3 separate regions of the Gossypium hirsutum genome follow, and all the other regions are linked to region 2. The links are chromatin contacts, called in public Hi-C maps. All regions are on one chromosome and are shown on one strand. The core of a region is the stretch at or near the end of the contact, and the rest is flanking DNA. Distances in the headings are between cores, read along the strand shown. Region 1 holds the start of LOC107896550 (pentatricopeptide repeat-containing protein At1g79490, mitochondrial). Region 2 holds the start of LOC107916292 (aminoacyl tRNA synthase complex-interacting multifunctional protein 1). Region 3 has its middle 11 kb from the start of LOC107896553.

Region 1 (4,047 bases), core at 1,290-3,789, 140 kb after region 2:
TCAATCCATAAAATTTTCAGAATTTTTGGTTTGGCCAATCAATACCATATTTTTCTTAAAGTTTCCCATGTTTCACTGTTTGACTAATCTGACCACTCTTCATTACGAATCAAATTTCTCATTGTACAGAATTCAAAATATGTTCTCGTTTATTCCATTTGAAACTAAACTCATTAAGCTTTAATTACATAATTTATGCAGCTTCTAACTCATCTCCCACAATTTATGGTGATTTTCCAAAGTCACGTTACTGCTGCTGTCCCAAGCAGATTTATTACCAAATCACTCTTTCACACCTAACTTGCATGCTTGTTATTTAAACATGTATATCACCAATCAATCATCACATATCTATGATTTTACTTAAGTATAATCTTCATTTCATCATTTTAAAGCACAACATGTTAGCCGATTTTTCCCCTTAGCATCTAAGGCACATGCATGCTCATTTGTTTGGCTCAACTTCACCTATCTTCCATTTTTCATCAAAAGAACATGAAACAACAACCATTTCCTTCATTTTAATTCATGATTAAATGCTCACAACACAACTAAAAACCAAAATATGCTTCAAGAGTTAAGGTAGAATCAAGAAGAACTCATGAACATCAAGATAGAAGCAAACTACCATGAACTTACCTTCAATTTTCTTCCCCAAGTGGCCAAACATTCAAGAGCTTTCTCCTCTCCTTTCTATTCTCTAACTTTCGGCTATGATGAACAAAGATGGACAAAACTTTGTTCTTTTCACCCCTTTTTCTTTTAATAAAATTTCATATTTCATCCATTTAATTCTTTAATACAAAAGACATGAAATGCCCATCATGGAACATTTACCTAAACCATTATCATGAAACATTTACCTAACCCATTATCATGGAATATTCACCTAATCCATTATCATGGAACATTTACCTAACCCATTATCAATTTGTACCATGAATTATGGACATCAAGTGCTCATATTGTCTACAACAACATGATGGCTGGCCACTTCATGTAAAATGGGAGGTTTGTCATGCAAATCCTCCTATTTTGCACTCCTGTTTATTTGGCCACTTCAATTTAGCCTATAGCATTTTCAAACATTTTCACATAGGTTCTATTTCATAATTTCACCCCCTTTTTCTTATGGAACAAAAATTAACTAAAATTGCCGGATTCTATCTTAAGCTTGGGCCTTCTAGAAGCCCACTAACATAATTAAACCTATGCCAACATTCACAGAATTCCCGAAAATTTGGGCGTTACAGTTAAATATTTATTAAAACTAATACATGTTATACTATGTATGGGTTCTATTAAAAACTGATACTTGCTATGTATGAGTTCTATTAGAAAAGATTAATTATGGAAAAGAGTATTTTTGAATTAATGTTACTTAGTTTTCTAGATTAAAATATAATTTTTTTTTAAAATTTAATATTGTGTCTGTTTTAGTGAAAATAATTTTTAAAAAATGATTTCAAGAAAATTTATTAAACAACGAAAATATTTTATATAGAATCATCTAAACACCAGAAAATAATAATTCTTTTTCCAGAAAATCAATTCACTTTCCAGAAATCATTTTCTGAGAGTTGTTTTTAGTGAAACAGCCGATGGCCGAACTATTTGAATTTTTAATCACTAGTTGTAAATGGTTAATTGAAAAATGACATGTTGGTTTTTAAAATTAGCATAATAACAACTTTAATCCTCCTACATTTAACCCACTATTGAAAGGAAAGTTTAATCAAGTTCAAGGAGTGGATAAGTTGATTGACTAGGGGACTCGAAAATTCAAACAGTGCCATGAAAATGAACTTGCATTATCGATCGCTAGAGTTGACATCAAACAATAAGTTTTGTTAGTAAATAGGAGCTATAATAGTACTGCCACCTCATCTCTTTACAATGTCGTCCTTACGTTTGGCCTAAAAGAAAAATGAAAAAGAACAGAAAAAAATAAAATGACCCAAATTTTATAAGATAGCCAACTCAATTCCTTGAAAATAAAAGTACACTCTTTGTCAATTTAACCTAATTTTAATTCTAACAACTTTAAAAAAAATTTAAGTTTACAAAGCTAACAAAAAAATAGTTAATTGGCATTGAAAGGTAGTAAGTTATCAACTATTTAAAGTATAAGAAAGTAATGTATTTGAAAGTTGTCTAGTTTAATAAAAAATGATTTTTTTGTAAAATATTTTTGTTTTTATTTTTAATTTACACATTGTGTTTTGAATTATATTTTCATATAAAATATAGGATAAAATTAGAGAATATGTAAATATTAAGAGTTAAATTTTTAAAAATTAAGACTTAACTGAAACAATATGTAAATATTTGTACAAATTTTAATAGTTGTCATGCTATCTTTCCATTAACCATTTAACGGTTGATGACAAAAAAAAATCAAATAATTGAGTGACTATTTTTGTATCTTTTTATATTTGGGTGAACAAAATAAAAACTTAATAACAGTTGGGTGACTAAAAATGCAAGTTACCCTAAAAACAATGAGTAATTTGGCTATTTGCCACGTCAAATTACCGTAAAGGTTCCTCCATTGCCAATTCAGTAGGGTTTAAGGTTTTGGCCTCCCTTGGAGAGATTACGAACACAAGAGAATATCGTCTGGTAAGTATTTCTACATCTACCAAACCCTAGCATTTTCCTCCTAGTTATTTCAATGCTTCATACCTTGAATCGTAAACTTTTCCCTAGAAATCTCTGTTTCATTCTCAAACTAAACCCTAACTCTTGCACTAGTTCTTCGGACCTGAATTCTAGCAGAAATGCACTCACTAAGTGCTCCAATAGCTTTAGTTTCTTCAACTCTTCAATGGGTATCAATCAAATTTCCCCCTTCCATACTCTTTATAAAACCCCCAATTTTATTGGAAACCCTAGAATTGTAAGAAGTTACTGTTCTGGTGAGTGGACTGAGGATATAGAGTACTTAGATGAGTCGGGGAGTGTTATATACTCTGGTAAAGGTATCCGGTCAGTCGAGCCGGGGCTTGACGATCATGTTATGGTGGGTGGGTTAAAGAAACCATTTTTGAATGCCTCTGCAGTTGCTAAGATTGTTGAGGTTGTTAAGAGGTGGAAATGGGGACCAGAATTAGAGACCCAATTGGATAAATTACAGTTTACGCCTAATATGACTCATATTACTCAGGCCTTGAAGGTTGTCAAAGATAGCGATGCATCATTGAGTTTGTTTAGATGGGCTAAGCGACAATCTTGGTATGCCCCGAGTGATGAGTGTTATGACATGTTGTTTGATGGGTTAAATCAAAGTAGAGACTTTGATGCGATTCAATCATTGTTTGAGGAGTTGGTCCAAGAGTCGAGTGGTAACGAGGTTTCATTATTTAGTGCATACAATCGGGTGATTCAGTTTCTGGCTAAAGCTGAGAAATTGGAGGTATCGTTTTGTTGTTTCAAGAAGGCTCAGGATTATGGTTGTAAAATCGACACTCAAACATACAACGACCTTATGATGTTATTTTTGAATAAAAGTTTGCCTTACAAGGCATTTGAGATATATGAGAGCATGCAAGCGGCAGGATGTTTGTTGGATGGGTCTACGTATGAGTTGATGATACCTAGCTTGGCAAAATCAGGCCGGCTTGATGCAGCTTCTAAGCTCTTTCAAGAGATGAAAGAAAGGAAGTTTCAGCCAGGCTTTAGTATCTTTGCATCACTTGTTGATTCAATGGGGAAAGCTGGGAGACTGGACACATCAATGAAAATCTACATGGAAATGCTGGGCTCTGGGCTTCGGCCATCTGCTACTATGTTTGTTTCATTGATCGACTCCTACACAAAGGCTGGGAAGCTAGATACTGCACTTCGGCTTTGGGAGGAGATGAAGGCAGCTGGTTTTAGGCCGAATTTTGGCTTATACACGATGATCATTGAGTCCCATGCAAAATCAGGAAAGCTTGATATTGCAACATCAATATTTAAAGAAATGGAGAAAGCTGGGTTTCTGCCCACTCCATCGACGTACTCATGTCTCTTAGAAATGCATGCAGCCTCTGGACAGGTAGATTC
Region 2 (3,973 bases), core at 898-3,397:
GAACCCCAATGACCACAGATCTAAAACACACAATTTAAGGATAACTTACCTGAGGCTCAAAAACAGGCTTCTCCAGCAATATCTTCTCAAAATGTGCACCAAGATCCTCACTATTCTGCAAAAGTGATTTTAAAAGGTTTGTAAGTAAAGATTTAAAAAATGGCATTCATTGGTGTTACAGTTCCTAAAAAGACCGTGCATTCCTCCTTTGAGGCCTTAATCATCATCTTAGAAAACCTGGTATGTGTTCTGATAATCTTTTTTAAAAGGTAAGTGAAGAACAATAAGTGATAACTTTTAAAGAAAAGCAAAAAGCTGTTTTCGAGGCTATGGCAACAACAGATACAACCTAACACCAAAAAGGAAATATCAAGTTTCAATCCCCACTTCCTAACTTGATTCATAAATACGCCAGCAAAAGTCGGGATAAATGGATGACACGAATTCATGACAATAAAAACAAAAGCTTAGACTAGAGTGTCAACATGACATCTGCATCAGCGGCTAGGCAAAATCTTGTTGATGAAATGTTAAAACAGAAGCTAAACTACAGGATAGACGACACATCAAGAACAAAAATAGCAGAGATTGTCCCATGTGCTACCAGGCTGTGTTCAACTGACAAATCTATATTTCAGATTCCTTCATAAAGCCGCAAATAGCTTTTTCTACTTGTCTCCACAAAATAACACACTAGACAAAAGCTACCAAATGCAGGAAAACCAAATAATACCCAGAAAAAAGCTGTGACAAGAATCCATTAGGTATCCAACAAAATTATAAATTCAAAACAACAGAAAATGTCTCTACCTGGATATAATCCATCCATCGCATCACATGTGGCAATTTCTCCTTCTCTGGAGTTGAAAGGGCAATCTGACAACAAACAAGCAAAGGCTATCAATTTTTCGCAAAGGAATTGCAGTTAATTTTCTTCAACATAAGTTTAGCAGTTAGCACCAAGATACCCTCTCTTTGAAACACAAAGTGAGAAGTATATACTGCAATACATACCACTGAACTATGTATGACTGAAAAAACAATAACATCGGCTTCTGAGGGTGTAAATCCATTGCCCAAAAGTACAGATTTTTTAGCCAAGTCAGTGTTTAATTCATTCAAACCACCATAGCATGCCTTAGAATCACCAGGAAAGCTGTCTGCAAAAGCTATCCACTTCATCACCTACAGTCAAGTTCAAACTTTTCATACTAGTAAACTTTTTTAGGAAGAGAAAATCACAGTGGAGAAACATGCAAGAGATCATTTTTCCAATTCATGCCAGTCACCTCAATTTTACCAATATACTTTTATAAAGAGAAATGACCTCAGGTTCTACTTCACTAACACTAACATAAGAGCTAGATTACACAAAGATGAATACTTTCATGAAAAAGGCTAATTACACATTACCTCATCGTTATTTTGCGGTGACTCCTTCCCTGATGACTTCAAAATGTTTATGTAAAGGGTCTTAATATCATTTCCAGGGACTTGACTTGAAAAAGCCTTCTGCAAAATAAAGTAGGAATTTATATAGCCATCAATATTGGCACATAATTAGGGAACCAGATAAACAAAGCACATCTCAATTGATTGCAAATGTAAGCAAAACTTAGCAAATTGCACGGTTATTACAAATTGAAATACATTAAGCATGTTTCCCTTCTTCTACACTTAATTGATAAGGAGATAATAACTGAATTGAAGTAAAACCCATTACATAAAAGTAAATCACTAAAAAATGAAAAACTTCCTCAAGTAAAAATGAAAGAGATTTTAGCTAAACAGATTAAAATAAATGACATGCAGACAAGATAAAGGAAGTAAATTATAAAGATGGGTATTTCAATGGTACTCACAGGATCCAAAGAGAAGTGCTTGCAAAGAGATGATACTATTTCTTGCTTCCTTTTGATATCACTGGTTCCATTGGTTGCCATGTCTGGGTTTTCTTCTCTTTTTCTCCCTTGAAGAGCTATTTAGACCAAGAAACAGACGTAGGGTTTTTGTGGTTTGATGAGCTTTTTCACTTCAGGAAAGCCGAAGTTCATTGAAGCTTGACAAAATATTGATTGGGCTAAGCCTGGTTCCTTGGTAGACTGGACCTCACTCCAGAGTTCTCACTTTGTAACCTTAACTAGTTTACAGATGATTTATGTTCTCAAGATGTTGGGCTGCTTTAAGGTTTCGGCTAATTCCTAGGCCATTCTTTAAGATTAGTTGAGGTGTAGTTTTCAAAAATTTGGAATTTAATTTTTTTTAGATTTTAAAATTTAGTTTAATCTTAATTTTTTTATTAAATTTGTTGACGAATTTTAAAACTGTTCCAAACTTAAGACGGAGATTGAACGCTCGATCATTGATTAAAATAAAAATTCTTACCATCTCACTTAATTCTCATAGTTCAAACTTCTAAATATTTATCAACAAATATTTAATTGTATTAGTTGAAGTGTTATCTCAATCCAAATTATATACAACTATTAATCATATTTTTTTTCATTTCATATTAATTTTAAATTAAAAACACAAATCTACTAAATATTCACATTTTTTAAAGCTACAAAATTTTGGTGCATCACACTAATAATAAAGCTAGTATTATATAAACTAAGGTAAACTAGCAATTCAGAAAACAATACTACGAGAAGTATATAATTTTGACAAGTGTCTTGCTTGTTTGATTGATACGTTATACTTTTTATCATTATTAACATAATACGAGTCCAATTATTATTTTAAATTTTTATTAAAACAAAAAATCCAAAACTGGTTTAAAAAAATAAATATTTTTAAGTCATTATTAAATTAAAAATAAAAAAATGTGGTAAATACATATTTTAAAAGAAGTTGTAAAAATTTAAAATTTTGGTAAATACATATTATGGTTATTAGAAAGATATTTCTTCTCCTTTCGTGTGTTCTTGTCATTTGACTTTGTTTCTCTGCTATTTTGCGTCGACGTGGTGAAATGTTGGCCCTTCAGCAGAGCCTCAGATGACGATAACGTTAAGAGTAAGATAAACAAACAAACAAAAAAACCATGATTAATTATAAAATTGTTCATATAAAAAGTCAACAAAAAAATGTCACGTGTTATTTAATGGATTAATGTATTATATTAATAAAATGGATTATTTTAACGATTGAACAATTATTTTAATTAAAATAATTAAATAAATTATATTTTAGATTAATTCACCCTATAATAAAAATCAACAACAAAAGAAAGTAGAAAACAAAACACGCAAGAGAGGTGTGTCGTTTTCAGGGGCGAAGCCAGAATAATTTTTTAGGGGCGGAATGAAATTTTAATTTTTTATAGTCTATATATTTATAATTTTTAAAGGATTAAATTAAATTTTTATAATTTTAGGGGGGGCCAAAGTGTAATTTTACTTTTACTAATTTAAAATTTTAAAAAAATCTAAAGGGCCTCAATGGAAATTTTCCATTTTAGGGGGGCCGGGGCCCATGCCTGCCCCCCTGGTTTCGCCCCTGGTCGTTTTACTATCTGGCTTTATTTGCTACTAGAGAAACCTACTTCCTACATCAAAAGAGGTGTCTCGTTTCAAACTGAATTGTCAAAATTATCGAAAGGCTGTTATTTTAGTAAAGTAATAAAAAAATTAATTAATATAATCATACTTATCTTTTTATATAAAATCTAGAAATATATTTATATATATGATGGGATTCAGATTCAAAACATCACATATTAACTCTCCCGATTTTACTATTTTAATTAAAATAATATTTTATTTTTATGTTAATTCTTAACAAATATATTAAATAATTATTTTTATCTACGTGAATATACTATAATATAGAATTTTGTAAATAAATTGGGGGTTGGATTTCTCATTAGATATTTAAATCATAATAATAATAATAATAAATAACAAAGGATAAGAGTCGAGGAAGCAAAAGGGTGTAAAATAGAGTTAAGGAGAGAGCAGCCATACCCATG
Region 3 (3,958 bases), core at 1,169-3,668, 160 kb after region 2:
AAAATTTCAGTCTTTTGCAATTTGCAAAGCATTCCAGCCAATATGGGGTACTCTAAAACCATTAGACGAGTTAAACCGCCCAACCACACCAGGTATCAAACCAAGACCCTTGACTGAAACAAATAGAAACTGTGAACTCAAGTTGAAAAGTTAAGAACTAGAAAAGAAAAGAAAACATCTAAATTTTTCTCTATTTGCAAAATGAAGATTAATTGGTATCTCCTTTTTCTCTTCTTGATTCCTTCTTCCCATGCTTCACCTCTTGTTTAAGCAATCAATAAATATTTAGTTATAAAATAAAATTTAAAATGCCAAAGAAAGATGTTCATTAAACCACATAATATGACATAAGATACAGTGAGGAAGATAGTCATGAGTCATGAACAACTCTACTCATAACACAGTTTACAAGCATAGAAACTTTATCAAGTCATGATCATAATATATAATATGTCTATCAAAGATTTACAATAATAAAAAAAGGACAGGTTTTTAGAAATTGACCTGGTCCATTCTCTTCACTGTACTCGAAAAGTAGTTGAAGTCCAAGACAAATGCCTAGAATGGGAGGTCATTTGTTATATAGGTACACAGTGCTTCATCCATCCTGAAGAATATGATAAATGAAAGACAATTTAACAAAGTTAGAATTCCAAGCCAAAGAGAAGAGATATTTAGTTATCATTAAAAGTCTGTAAGGAGAAAAAATTCAAGCCAATTACAAAGTTGCATACTGTTCAAACTTTTATTTAAATTTTATTTAGTGTTGCTAAATAAACTAATTGAAGATTTTTCAAGCCATTTGACCAATCAAGATAAAGATGCATGGTTTGGCCAATCAAATCAAAAGCTCAACGATCATCCAATCAGATTTCATCCACGAGTTATTTTATTTATCTCCAATTACATTAAAATAATTTAGAAAAAGAATTAAAAAATCAAACCTAAGGTCCTAAGCTTCAATACATTGCACGATCATATGAACAAGAAGAAAGTGATGCAAGAAACTCTCTAATAATAATTCTTCCAAGTCCAAAATCCATCTAGGCACATTGAAGAACATTTAATACTTCTAAGTTCAAATGGAAAAAGAAAGGTGCTCTAAATAATTATTTTCATAAAAAAGTCGGTAGAAATCATACCCTGTCTTGACCAATACATCCATGGCTGAAGCGAAGGCCCCAACACCAGGAATGATAAGGCGATCTGCATTCAAAATGTCTTTTGGAGTTCGCACCTACATTATAATTCAAAAGGAAGAATACATTTATAACTTTCCATGCATCCTTTTATGAAAAGCGACTAAAAATAGAATGATACAAATTATTATCATCTTCTCAAAACTAAAACGGCTTACATCCTCTATCTCGAACCCAAGGTAGCGAATCGCATTCCTTAAGCTCCGAACATTTCCAGCTCCATAATCAAGCAACGTCACAACTGAACCTAAAAAAGACAACAAAATGATTTGAAAAACATAATATAAAATTAACCAATATTTGTTATATTCTTTTATTTCCACCAAGTGAACCAGATTTATTAAAAGTACCAGAACTAGAAGCAGATGAAGCGCGGATAACAAGGTTTCGGGGAGATATTGTCTTTAGAGTATTTTTCTGACTCTTTTGGCGATGGGTTATGATAGAATATGGTGACAGAGAAGAAAAGAGCAAAGATTTTGTTGCGAAGCTTGTAAACGAAGCGAATGCCACCCCCTCCATTGCAGAATAGTTCCGTTTACCCAAGCAAGTGAAAAAAGAACAATCCTTAATGAAACAATTTAAACTCAGTTTAACAACAAAAGCTCAGCAAAGCTTCTTCATGCTATTTATGGAAGAATTCAAGTAAGTTCAAGTAAGATAAGAAAGACCAATTAAAACAAACTTCTATACCCACTTAAAAAAGTATATCTTTCCCCATTTAAGATAAGTGACATCAATTACTTACATTTCGTAGAAAATGAGTGAATAAGAAGACAAACAGTAAAATTAAGCTCATCTAAATCTAACTTCGTTCCCCATTATAATCAAAATAAAATGCAAAAAATTAAGTAATTAGATCCTGAACAATCACCCTTCAGAAAGAAAATTCATCAAAGAACATAGAAGCATTGAAATGAAGTTTAAACCGTTGAATCATGATTCATGTGAATCCCGCATTAGCTATGAGCCTGAAGAAAAGTGTAAAATGCATTCATAATCCTAAAGAAAATATAAGAGACCCCGACCGAACCTTCAAGAGCAAGTTACGATGGCCGAAGCCGCTGGTAGTCGTGGTGGTGCTGGCGGTGGCGGCGGCTATGATGGCAACTACCCCCAAATAGCGGGTAGTACGAAAAATAATGCGTTCGAGCATTTGAGTTGCTACTTAGAACAGAAAACGACATCGTTTTTGTGGGATAAGCAGATGAAAAATCTACCTAAACGACTTCGTTTCGTGGAATAGTAAGGGGTAGGGAGTGGTGTAGAGGTGCCAAACGGGCAGGCTAGGATTGGAATTTTATAAGGGTTGGATTTGTTTGAATTCGGGTTTGACTTGAAATGGGTAAACACTAATAATTTTAAATAAATATTTAATTTCAAAAGTAATTAGTCATTTTATTTTTTATTCCCATTCGATGATAATATGTGTAATGTAATTAAATCAAATGTTTTATTAAAATTGAATCATTACACTTATAATTTTATATTAAAGAAAAATCATAATAATATAAAAGAGAATATATGTTGGAGTTGGAGTATATATAACCGTCTGTGTTTTTCTTCCACTGTAAAGAAAGGAACCAGATTACTAACATTTCTAAATTCGGTAAATATGCACATATTATGAAAACAAGCAATTATTAACCCTACCATATACTCACATTTATTATAAACATTATAAAATAGAAAATTAATTCATTCAAAAATATTTCTTCACAAATTGATCACCCCATCATATGTACAAAGCAATAAGTTGATGAAGCACGTAGCGATGTCATGTAATTAATTTTTAAAACTATATTATTAAGCCATTTCGATGCATTCCTATTTTTTTTATAGAAATAAATTTTACAAAATGCTAGAAAGAAATAAAAGAAGAGATTGCATATAACTATAAATCTTCTTCTCTACCAAAGGTCAATTTGGTGATACTATCGGCTTCTATGTTTTTTTCTCTAGGAACAAAATTAATTGACCAATCTTCCTCATTTTGCAAGAGTTGTATAATAAGCATGATTAAAGTAGAATTTGATCATTTCGATAATGATTCCTTGATAACTCCAATAACTTCCATAATATTTGTATGCACCAAAACTCTATCATGTTTTTTGCCGTGTCCCAGTGTCATATCATCTAGAATACCCCACAATTCAACCTAAAAAATAAAGCATTTCCTATTTTTGCTATTAAAATCAATAATCTATCCGCTATTATGATCTCTCAATACCCCACCTGCAGTAGCACAACCTGTGTTGATTTTAACAGCTCCATTAGATCTTATACAAATCCACCTTATTCTTGCCACTGCCTCCTCCTTCGAGTTATATCTCACAAAACTCCCTTCTTTGTGAGCGGAAATGTATTGATTAGCCCAACTATGCGCATCTTTGATAATCTTCTCTGCACTCCACGATACCCCGTGAAAAGTGCAAATGTTTATGCATTGCTATTTTAAGCATTGATAAGCTGAAATGAAAGCCATTGAATTTTTCATCAAACAAAAATTTAGGAATGTTTAAAGAGTGTCAATATATTTATATATTTGTGAATTATAATAACAAGGTAAAACCTGAACAACAAATGTGACTAGTGCTACTCAAACCTAAATCACATCTACAACGGTGAACATCATTAACCATCAAGCTATCATATGGAGTTTAGTGTCAATAAATATTGAGTAAAATTTGATACATGAAAACCTTAAATGTAATTAATGAAATTTTTTTTATATATAGCATATACCTTCAATGTAATCT

What was found. A called contact is a pair of places that touch in the nucleus more often than the background predicts.
Region 1: a Hi-C map of leaf shows a contact between it and region 2, with 5 times the contacts expected there. The contact joins the promoter of LOC107896550 here to the promoter of LOC107916292 in region 2. A contact is called at or near these places in 15 of 34 Hi-C or Micro-C datasets (anther, callus, fibers and 3 more).
Region 3: a Hi-C map of leaf shows a contact between it and region 2, with 4 times the contacts expected there. The contact joins the enhancer-like site here to the promoter of LOC107916292 in region 2. A contact is called at or near these places in 19 of 34 Hi-C or Micro-C datasets (anther, callus, fibers and 4 more).

The regions. Positions count from the first base shown.
Region 1 is chrA10:103,921,952-103,925,998 of Gossypium_hirsutum_v2.1, reverse strand. LOC107896550 (pentatricopeptide repeat-containing protein At1g79490, mitochondrial) reads left to right here and starts at 2,539. Exons shown (of 1, transcript XM_016821745.2): 1 at 2,539-4,047. The coding sequence starts at 2,675.
Region 2 is chrA10:104,064,431-104,068,403 of Gossypium_hirsutum_v2.1, reverse strand. It overlaps LOC107916292 (aminoacyl tRNA synthase complex-interacting multifunctional protein 1), which reads right to left and starts at 2,147. Exons shown (of 12, transcript XM_016845479.2): 1 at 1,863-2,147; 2 at 1,414-1,512; 3 at 1,015-1,185; 4 at 811-876; 5 at 50-115. The coding sequence starts at 1,943.
Region 3 is chrA10:103,902,276-103,906,233 of Gossypium_hirsutum_v2.1, reverse strand. It overlaps the pseudogene LOC107896552. Among protein-coding and RNA genes, the nearest start is that of LOC107896553, 11 kb to the right of the region's middle. Within about 2 kb of position 2,418, at least 8 of the 9 cell types and tissues checked have an H3K27ac peak or open chromatin away from gene starts, as enhancers often do. A contact at or near this core is called in fibers, hypocotyl and leaf, where this site is marked.